Regions from separate parts of the Mus musculus genome. Here all the other regions are linked to region 2. A link is a contact called in public Hi-C and promoter capture Hi-C data. All regions are on one chromosome and are shown on one strand. Each heading gives the region's core, a stretch centred on a gene start, on an enhancer-like site or on the middle of the called end of the contact. The rest is flanking DNA. Distances are from core to core; before and after follow the strand shown.

Region 1 (3,150 bases), core at 179-2,678, 1.0 Mb before region 2:
GAAAATGGGCGAGGGGAAAAAGAATAACGTATCTGTACTTCAGAACAATTTTAATAACTAGAAAATGTCAAAAAGAACCCTAAATGTACATAGCTCTAAAAGTACCAGGATTCTAGAAATAAAAAGCTATGGCAGGAACTAGGTGCAGAGTTAAGGCCCGTAACATGATACATGTTCATCCTACTTCATTTATATGAACTATATGCACGATACATCAAGTTGCAATCTTCAAATATACCGGGAGAAAAAAACAACAACCAAAACCCACAATTTCTTGAGCTTTTCTTTTTTGCCCTGTGAAACCCAACAAAGGCACAACCGCCTCAACCCGTGCGTTGAAAAACAAAGAATGCAAGGGGAAGTTACATGACAAAGACAATATCCTAGACTCGAGTTACAAAATATTCACTAAAGATGCTTACACCTGACTGACCACAGTTACTCCATTAATAAAAATGTCAACCACTAGTCGCAAATGGTGGTAAATATGTTTTAATGAAACCCACTTTCCCTCGGTAGATGCATCCCTCCGAGTGAGATTTCCATTTTTTAAGAACGGTTTCAACATCCTTGGGTGTCCAGTTAGGTTTTTTGGTCGAGGGTCAGGGGAGTACTACAGAGGGAAAGCCGAAGACCTTCGAGAAAGATGTCTGGCTTTTTTTTTTTTTTTCTTTCCAGTTCTCAACTGCAAGTATAAAGTTTTTAACCTCAGCCTTCAAGAATTAAAAATGAAAAAAATCCTACCAAAAGAAAAGAGAAAGGACGTTCCAGATGGAAATCTGGAAAAGATTCATCGAAAAGAGGGGGCGGGGAAAAAAAGGACGCAAGCATGGGACTCCAGGAGGACGTGCCGAGTCCTGAGGAGAGCTTTGAATGAAAAGTCCTTCCTCCAGGTCTGGGGGCCGCGGGTGCAGCCAGCCGAGGGGTGACAGGGGCCGAGCCCCTCTCCCGCCATCGTCCTCTCGGCCCGGCTCGGCTCTAAGCATCCTGGCGTGCGCACGGGAGGGAGGAACCACCACAGCGCGGCGTCCACGGAGAACAATAGGCTGCAGAGAGGCGCAGGGCCGCGGCCTCCCTACGGGGCGACCACCATCCCGCCTCCCTCAACGCTGCTCCAGACTCACAGAGTCTTGGGCATCTCGTCCTCCATGGCTGCTGCGGTCGCGGCGGCACCTCAGGGTCCAGCTCCCTGCCCTTCGCTACCTCCCAAATCCTTGAGGCGGGCTATGGCTGCGGAAGAGCCGGCCTCCTCGCTTGACCGGAGGCTACTTCGCTTTCTTCTTTGGCAGCGATTACACAAAAAAAGGCCCGGCCTACCGCGAACAATGAAACCCCGATCCAAGATGGCGGCGAGCCGGACGCCTAGGAGCCGGCAGCCGAGTGACCCGTGCCGCGCATGCGCACAGCCAGCTAGCATGCTCACCCTCCTGGCAGCCGGGTTTAGGCTTCAAGGACGGGGTTCACTTGGTGCGCAGCCGCGCTGCCACCAGGCAAGGGATGGCTCAGAGTGCGCAGACGCAATGCCAGTAGTTTAGGATTTCTGTAGTTTCAGAGCGGAGTGTTTCATTTGTGAATTATATAGTGAAATTAAAAATCCTTGGGGAGGTTAAAGAAATAAAATAGCAGGTGTTTTTCTAGCAGGAAAATTTTCTTTTTGCACACTATTTAAAGAGAGAAAAGACATGCGCCGCCCGGGAATCGAACCCGGGTCGCAAGAATGGGAATCTTGCATGATACCACTACACCAGCGGCGCTGTTGAGGATTTGGGCGTCCGAAAACTCATAGGAGATACGTTAGTATCTCTGCCTATTGGATTCTTGATTTATGTAAATGAAAATTAGAACGAATTGATACTTGCACTTTTTCCGTTGCTTTATGAAACGATTCATTCTTTCTCATACCAATGCTGTTGAGTGGCTGTTTGAGAAAAATCTCGACTTTCATTTTTGCTTATTATTTAGAAGTAAGAGTTGTGGTAAGAAAATAAGGTCTACTTGACAATAAGCAATACTTTGCGAGCAGGAATCATATTTATGTCTGGATTTCTTTTGTATACCCAATGTAATCGAAAAGCTGGTAATAACAGAGTTACTGTTGCAAATTGGTGAGAAGAATCTCAACAGTCAGCCCTTGCTTAGGGTTCAGAGTTATGGCTCTGGAATGTGGTTCCGGTACTTTTTTTTATCCTTTCTTATTACACTATACATATTATGTAAAGCATTTATTAAAGACGTGAAAGTTTTTGTATCCAATGTCGTTCTTTTACATCAGTGGTCCTCAAGATTCCTAATGTTGCGACCTTTTAATACAGTTCCTGGCATTGTAGTGACCCCAACCATAACAGTACTTTTGTTGCTACTTCATAACTGTAATTTTGTTACTGATATGAATTGTAATGTAAATACTTTCAGCGATAGAGGGGTGGTAAAGGGGTCGCGACCCACAGGTTGAGAACCAATTGCGTACTCTGCCATATTTGGGATTCCCTCTCTCTTTCCTTCTTCCTCCCTCCTTTCCTTCCTTCTTTTCTTTCAACTTTTCTGTTTTTCAAGACAGGGGGTCTCTGTGCAGAACTGGCTGTCCTGGAATTAGCTCTGTAGACTAAACTAGCTTCAAACTCAAAAGATCCTCTTGCCTCTGCCTCCCTAATGCTGGGATTAAAAGCATGAGCCACCACCACCCCACATTTGGGAGTTCTACTTCTATAATTATCTCTAGAGTACGTCATATTTTCAGATTATATAGAGTCTATATTATAGACAGAAAACAAATATTGTCCACACTTCAGAACGCAGAAGTAGGTAGGAAGTTCAGGAGTTCAAAGCCAACCAATGCTATTTAGAAGCAAGCGCCTCTCTTCAAACAAACAAACAAAGAAACAAACAATAATTTTAAAGAAGAGTATGGCAAATATTTAAGTGTTTAAAGTATTTTGAACACTCTGGGGGTGGGTGGAAATCTATTTAAAATGGCTTTTAGTTTATCAGCATAGGTGTTCAACAATAACAAGCTTTACCCATTTCCAGCCCAGTGATCGTTCTGACTCTATGGTTTTGCTTTCTGAGTATTTCATACAAACAGAATCATACACTGTGTGTCTTCTTGAAACATACCTCTTCTCTTTTTGGTGACAGGGTTTCCAAAAAGTA
Region 2 (3,424 bases), core at 147-2,646:
CCAGGCAGTGGTGATGCATGGCTTTAATCCCAACCCTTGGGAGGCAGAGGCAGGTGGATCTCTGTGAGTTCAAGGCCAGCCTGATTTACAAAGAGAGTTCCACAACATCCAAGGTTACACAGAGAGGCTCTGTCTTGAAAATTGAAAAAAAAAATCTAATTTAAGGGTAGGCTCTGAAAGTTAACAGAAAAAAGTAAAGGCTCACCATGTAGCCCAGGCTGGCCTTGAATTTGCCTTCAGAGTCCTGGGATTATAGGCTGTGCTACAACAGCTTCTTTGTTATGCATCTTAGGTAAATTTATCTAACCTATAATTCTGCCTTCTGGGAAACCAAATTCACATATAGGGTGGCTCTGAAGAATGAGTGAGGTCATGCACAGAAAGCTCATGAGTCAGTTGTTGGCCGACTCTTGCTGAAATTCAGCATCCATAATTATTAACCATTATCTTAATAATGAAACAAGTGTGCTGGCAGTTCTCAGAACACAACACACAGTAGGCAAGTATGAATGGATTTAGAGGTGGAAGATTAGTCCTGTGGTAGAATGCTTGTCTACTACCAACAAGGCCCTGTTTGCCTTGTTTGTATATAAGGCTAATGTTTTAGCTAGCCTGGAACTCACTATGTAGACCAGGCTGGTCTCAAACTCAAAAAGATCTTTCCTCCTCTGCCTCCCAAGTGGAAGTGCTGGGATTAAAGGTGAGCACTACTACACCTGGCCACACAAAAGTTTTAAAACCAGTGGGCACGCCTTTAATCCCAGCACTCAGTGGAGGCAGGAATTTAACAATTCGAGCCGTAATCTACATAGCAGGTTCCAGGAGAGCCAGAAGAGACTCCGTTTCCAAAAAAAAAAAAAAAAAAAAAAAAGGGAGTGGGGGAAAAATCAAAGCAGAAAAAGATTGTTTTAAGTCCCACTCCAGTGATTTCCCAGCGGCGGCTCTAGGTCATCACATATATGTAGAGAGTTGAAAATGGGAGCGCATGTGCGATTTAGGGGGTCTCTAGAGTAGGCATCTTATCTACCCTCAAATCCACGCCGAGCAGAATGGATCTTCGAAGCAGCGAGGGCTTTCAGGAGTACAGGAGCTTGCAGAAAACCCTGACACTGTCCAGGTAGAGCGCGGTGGATAGTTATGCAGAGAGGTTCGGCTCTCTAGCTTGGAGTCGCTGCCTAAACGGGGCGGGGCCATGGTGGTAACCACGCCCACCTCTCTGCAGAGGCTGCAAGCGGCCTTCGTCCCTAGCCCCCTCCATTTCTTCCTTTGCAGTTCCGCACTGTGCACAAGCGAATCCGGTCGTGATTAAGGCATGGCCAGATCTCAATCCTCTCCCCCAACACACGCAGAGGCCGCGCCCTTCTGCACCGGTCACCTTTTAGAAGAGCAGCGGGAGCTTGAGGTTCCCCCAGAGGGGCTGGGCCAGTGAGAAAGCCCCGCCCACATCTTTGCAGAGGCCGCGCCCCTCTCTGGGTTTCTTTAGCTCTTAGGCAGCTATATGCTGGTGGAACTGGGGGCGGGGCCTGGCCTGGGCCTAGGCGGGGCGTGACGTCGCGGGGCGGCCGGCCGCCCGGGAGGCGGGGCGGCGGGGAGGCGGCGGCCCGCTTGGCCCAGGCCAGCCCGCAGCTGCGGCGGTCGGTGCGCTGCAGGCGGCGCGGGGGAGCCGGCTCCTGACAGCATCCCGCGGCTGCCACGTCTGTCACTCTGTCCCAGGGTCCGCCATGGCTCTGGTGCGGGACCCTGAGCCGGCGGCCGGATCCTCCCGCTGGCTGCCCACGCATGTCCAGGTGACCGTGCTGCGGGCCAGCGGGTTGAGGGGCAAGAGCTCGGGCGCCGGCAGCACCAGCGACGCGTACACGGTGATCCAGGTGGGCCGAGAGAAGTACAGCACCTCGGTAGTGGAGAAGACGCAAGGCTGCCCGGAATGGTGCGAAGAGTGTTCGTTCGAGCTACCGCCTGGAGCCCTGGACGGCCTGCTGCGGGCACAGGAGGCAGATGCGGGCCCTGCGCCCTGGGCCTCCGGCCCCAACGCCGCCTGCGAGCTCGTGCTCACCACCATGCATCGCTCACTCATCGGCGTGGACAAGTTTCTGGGCCGGGCAACCGTAGCTCTGGACGAGGTCTTCCGCGCAGGCCGCGCCCAGCACACGCAGTGAGTCTGGGGCGCTGGGAGCAGGGACAAAAACGGTTGAAGGCCTAACCGGGCGGGGCTGGTTGGGACGTCTGGACCCGGTCCTCCCACTCAAGGACACAAACCCGTATACTGTTTGTTACTTCTCATTCAGCCTTCTGCCCTCCCCAATTCCCCCTGACTGTCTCCCCAGCAGCCTGGTGGGCCTGGAAGGCCTGATGGAGTTGGTGTAGTGACCAAGCGTTGGCAGTACATGGCCAAGGAAAGTTCGGAATGGGATTCTGAGGCTGTGGGAATTCAAGAAGGGAAATTTAAAGACTTCAGGGTCTGCCTTCTTTTCCTCAAAGAGGTGACTAGCCTGTAGGTAGTGGAGAGGAAGTCTCACCTTGTAGAAGCAGGAAGGTGAGGTGTTATCTTCCAAGGCAAGATTGAAGGGAGACACCCCAGCCTTCCCAGGGGTTACACAGGACACTTGGCCTTTGAACGTTCAGGGATACACCTCACCGTATAGACGTACTCTGTGACTCTGTCTTAGGGTACCAGGACTGAGAGCATTGGCCCACCTCGGAGTAAAGAAGGGTACATTTGAATCAGCTTGGGTCAGTGGGACAGTGGTTATAATGCCCTCAGTTCTCCGGATTATTTTCTCTAGAAAGGATAGGAAAAGTTCTTATTGTTTTGTTTTGTTTCGAGACAGGGTCTTTCTACGTAGCGCTGTCTGTCCTGGAACATGCTATGTAGACCTGGCTGCCTTTGAACTCAGAGATTCTACTGTCTCTGCCTCCCCAATGCTGGGTTCAAAGGCCAGAGACACCAAAGCCTGGGAAGGGTAGGAGGTTAAACATTTATTTTGTCAGAGTGTGTCCTTTGTAGGGTTAAGATCAAAACCTAAGATTTGTCTTTGCTGTGGTGGCACACACCTTTAACGCCATCATTTGAGAGACAGAGCTGTGTGTATTTCTGTATTCCAGGCCAGCCAGGCTACACAGAGAAACCCTGCCTTGAAGACCAAACCAAATAAACAAAATAAAAGACCTAAGACTTGGATCACCTTTTCCTGTTTGGGCCAGGGACCATGTAGAAGTCAGTCCCCAGGGCTGACCACCTGCTGTGGCTTGCTTGGGCCAGTTAATTTCTAAGCCTCCTGGGTGGGGTCCCAGAGAATGGGTGCAGAGTGGTGTCCCTCCGTAGGAGAACTGCTAGGCAAGGTTTGCTGGTTTTGAGTAAGTCAAAGAAGGCTTGCTGGAGAGGGATGAGCCTTCAGCCTGGTGCAGACGAAGAGGAAAGCAGGCT
Region 3 (3,531 bases), core at 32-2,531, 1.1 Mb before region 2:
TCAATATGTGGACCAGGCTGGCATCCAAATCACAGATATCCCTCTATGAGATTTTGTACCTGCAGAATAGGAAAAGGACTTCCATTAAAGAACTAAGTACAGTGTGCTGAGTAAGATGCGACTGTAAAGCCATTAAAAACAGTTGAGATCTGTATACCAGTAACAAAGCTTAGTGCTTTGTGTATGCTATGCTTGGTTTTGAAAGGAAAGGAAAGGGGAAAATGGGGCTGCAGAGATGGCTAGTGGTTAAAAGTGTGTATTGCTCTTTTAGAGGGCCCAAGTTTGGTTCCAAGCAGTAACATCAGGGCTCATCTGCCTAAAACTCTTAATTCTGGGAAGTCCAACTCCTTTGACACACTGGATATACACACATGCATACACAAAAATCTTTTTTTAGAAAAGACTTTAAGGACACAGCATAGTTGTCTATTTCCTCAGCAGTAATTTGAGACCCGAGAAATGGAGGTTTAATCTCATTTTTTTTACTATTCGAATTTGAAAACATGTATCACTACGAATTATTACAGAGTTTTTTTCTTATTTTCCTTTTTTGGGGTGTGGTGGGGCGGGAGGTAGGGGGCAGGATTTCTTTGTATCGCTCTGGCTGTCCTGGGATGGACCGGGGAAGCCTCGAACTCAGAGACTCGCCAGTCTCTGCCTGTAGAGTTCTGGTATTAAAGGAGCTCGTCACCATACCCAGTTTGTTCTTTTCTTTTTGAGACAAGGTCTGTTATGTAGCCTAGCTGTCCTGGAATTTGAGATCTTCTTGCCTTCGCCTCCCGAGTGCTGGGATGACAGGCTGCGCCACCACGCCCGGCTTGCAGACTCTGTCTTAAAAAAGGATACACAAGGAACGCGACTTGTGAAGGAGCTCCGCTGGAAACCTGAAGGGTCTCCCGATGATTGTCTCTTCTCAGCAAGAGGGTGAGCAGCGCCTGGCGCTGGCTGAGGGAACCCGAGGCGCGGTAGGCTGCCCCCTGTCCCATGCGGCCGCTGAGCTGGTCGGTGTGGGGACGCTGTTTTGGGCACGTGAACACCGCCCCAAGTAAGAAAGAAGTATTCGAGTGCATGCATTCACACAAGGGATCCTGTGGAGGCGCTATTTACCCATTTTAGGAATAAAACTGTCTGGTTGGATCGAGACGTCACAGCTCGCAGACCTTTACTGATTGTAGAATCAGCCCGGTCACTGTCAAATAACAGAGTCCGGGCCACAATTCCTCGGTGTTGTTTAGGGGAGCGCGCCTAAGCTCAGCTTCCGGGAACGGCCGGCTGGAAAACGCACTTCCCATGCGACCCGCTTCCCGGCATCCTGCGCAAAACGCCCACTTCCGGCGGCGTCAAACTGAGGGCCCAGCAAAAATGTCAGCAGTCCGACACGCAGTTCCCCGAACACTTTTTCCGCCTCTGTTCCCACCCTAAGCCGTGCTCCGCCGGTGCTTGGCCTCTCCCACTTTGCCCCCTTACCTGCCTCGCAACTCTAGGAATCTCGTTGGTGACGACCCTCGCCGCGTCTCTTCTCCTTTTACAAACGGACTTTTACAAACACGTCCAAACTGTTTGCTTGTAACGACGGTCGTTATTGGTCAGATCAGCCCACGTGCGCCAAGGGCCCGCTCACCTCCGCTGAAGTGGCACCATGGGATTTGTAGTATTTCAGGGGAGTGCTCTCTTTTGGAAAACTACAGAGAAGGCTCAGGGTGCTGACACTTTGTGGCTTTACCTAAACGTACAGAACACACCAGCAAGGGCTTCCCGGTGGTCCCTAGTACATCGAACCTGAACAATTCTGTGCTGAAAACAGTTTTACTGGAATCGGAAGCAGAGCTCGCCTGAGCTTGTATGGTTTTCTCTCGCTTCGCTCTTACACATTATTGAACGACTCCCCCCTTGGAAAGAGCCGAAATAGACTTTATGTATATTTGTTCTTCAGAATCGTAAATCCCCGGCACCAATATTGTGTTTCCTGGAACTCTTTCTGTAGATCAGGCTGGTCTCGAACATAGATCCGCGGGCCTCTTCCCTCCAATGTGTTGGGATTAAAGACATGTGCCACCACCGCACTTCAGAAACACTCGGAAAGCTATGGTGCCTTAGGTGAGGCCGGTGTGTTCCCATAGCTTGGACACCTACTGGTGGTGCGCTGTAGGCACAATTGCTTTGCTCTAGCCAAATTTTACTTTTCTCCGTTACAGTGGCCCTTTTCTGGGATCAGATTTTTCTAATATTGTTTCAGAAACTGAAGGAACTAAAAAAAGAGATGTTTCCTCTCGCCACAATTTTTATTTGCTGTTAAGTTCAAAAGCATTCATATTTATACCTGGATCACATGGCTAGTTAGTTCCTAGCAACTGCCTCAAGTGGTGACCAGAGAGCATCAACCCTCATTTCTTTGCCTGGCATTGGGAAGTGTTTCTCCTTTGTTCTATAGTTCAATGTCAAGCCCTCCAATAGAGAGACATGCAGACAACATCTTTCTGGATGCTGTTTCTCTCCTTTCTCATTAAGTGTGCAGTGGTTCATGAAAGACCTTGTGATCCTCACCTCCCTGTCTTCAGAACCAGCCAACTTGGGTGTCCTCACACCAAGCTCTCCCAGGCTGCAATTTTCAACTGACATTTAAAAAAAAACAAAAAACAAAACAAAACAAAAAAAGCAGATAAAAACAAACAAAACAAAACAAAAAGCCGGGCCGTGGTGGCACACGCCTTTAATCACAGCACTTGGGAGGCAGAGGCAGGCGGATTTCTGAGTTCAAGGCCAGCCTGGTCTACAAAGTGAGTTCCAGGACAGCCAGGACTATACAGAGAAACCCTGTCTCGAATAAAAACAAAAAACAACAACAACAAAAAACAGGATATTAAGTTAAGCCATTCATTGCATTGTATGTCCCAGTGGTATCAGGCAACGCCAGCTGCCCGCTAGTTAGTGGACCTCCTCCTCAAGTGTTTCCTCACAGGCCTGCATATTCCTGTTCCTCTAGGACCTGGCTCCTTCTAAGGATCAGGAGTTCAGCTGTGATTTCAAGTTTGTTTTCCTTACCCTTTTTCCTTCTCTCCCTGCTCTGACTACACATAGTAGTTGCTTTCTGCACACTGGACTTCTTTGACTCCTGTCAACCTACTAGTAGTAGCCAGTGTTTACTTTGTTCCAACCTGTATTAGTTTAATCTTTTGTCATTTCCCTTAAAAATTGAACAATTTTCAAAACTGCATATAGGTATTATGCCTGCATGTACATACCTGGTGCTGGTGGAGGACAGAGAGTACATCTGATCCTCTGGAACTGGAATTACAGATGGTTGTGAGCTACCACTTGGGTGCTTGGAAGCAAGTTCTTTAACAGCTGAGCTACCACTCCAGCCCCAATATCAACCTTTGATCTGTCTCCACCCTAATAATTGTTCATTTAGAAACAAGTCAGTGTGGCACTGAAGGGTTTGCAGAAGAATGGAGATGGGATTCTAGGATAAACCTAAACTATGACTTGACAGACACTGTAAGGCTTGCTGTAGTTTCAGTGATCTCCTAT

What was found. Promoter capture Hi-C pulls out the DNA fragments that hold promoters and counts their contacts. Hi-C and Micro-C count contacts between places; a contact is called where the count stands out from the background.
Region 1: a contact with region 2 is called in a promoter capture Hi-C map of pre-B cells, with 3 times the contacts expected there. The contact joins the promoter of Tia1 here to the promoter of 4933423K11Rik in region 2. A contact is called at or near these places in 1 of 39 promoter capture datasets (pre-B cells), 1 of 484 Hi-C or Micro-C datasets (embryonic stem cells), 3 of 115 datasets of contacts at active chromatin or transcription factors (extraembryonic endoderm stem cells, microglia and trophoblast stem cells) and 2 of 9 other capture datasets (adipose tissue and pancreatic islet).
Region 3: a contact with region 2 is called in a Hi-C map of muscle stem cells, with 5 times the contacts expected there. The contact joins the promoter of C87436 here to the promoter of 4933423K11Rik in region 2. A contact is called at or near these places in 2 of 39 promoter capture datasets (liver and pre-B cells) and 1 of 484 Hi-C or Micro-C datasets (muscle stem cells).

Annotation. Positions count from the first base shown.
Region 1 is chr6:86,402,497-86,405,646 of GRCm38.p6, reverse strand. It overlaps Tia1 (cytotoxic granule-associated RNA binding protein 1), which reads right to left and starts at 1,428. Exons shown (of 13, transcript NM_011585.4): 1 at 1,125-1,428. The coding sequence starts at 1,150. n-TGccc4 (a tRNA gene) reads right to left here and starts at 1,754; the gene lies at 1,684-1,754.
Region 2 is chr6:85,372,826-85,376,249 of GRCm38.p6, reverse strand. 4933423K11Rik (a long non-coding RNA gene) reads right to left here and starts at 1,396. Exons shown (of 4, transcript XR_869208.2): 1 at 1,028-1,396. It overlaps Rab11fip5 (RAB11 family interacting protein 5 (class I)), which reads left to right and starts at 1,616. Exons shown (of 6, transcript NM_001003955.2): 1 at 1,616-2,152. The coding sequence starts at 1,722.
Region 3 is chr6:86,436,424-86,439,954 of GRCm38.p6, reverse strand. It overlaps C87436 (expressed sequence C87436), which reads right to left and starts at 1,281. Exons shown (of 10, transcript NM_001364557.1): 1 at 1,108-1,281.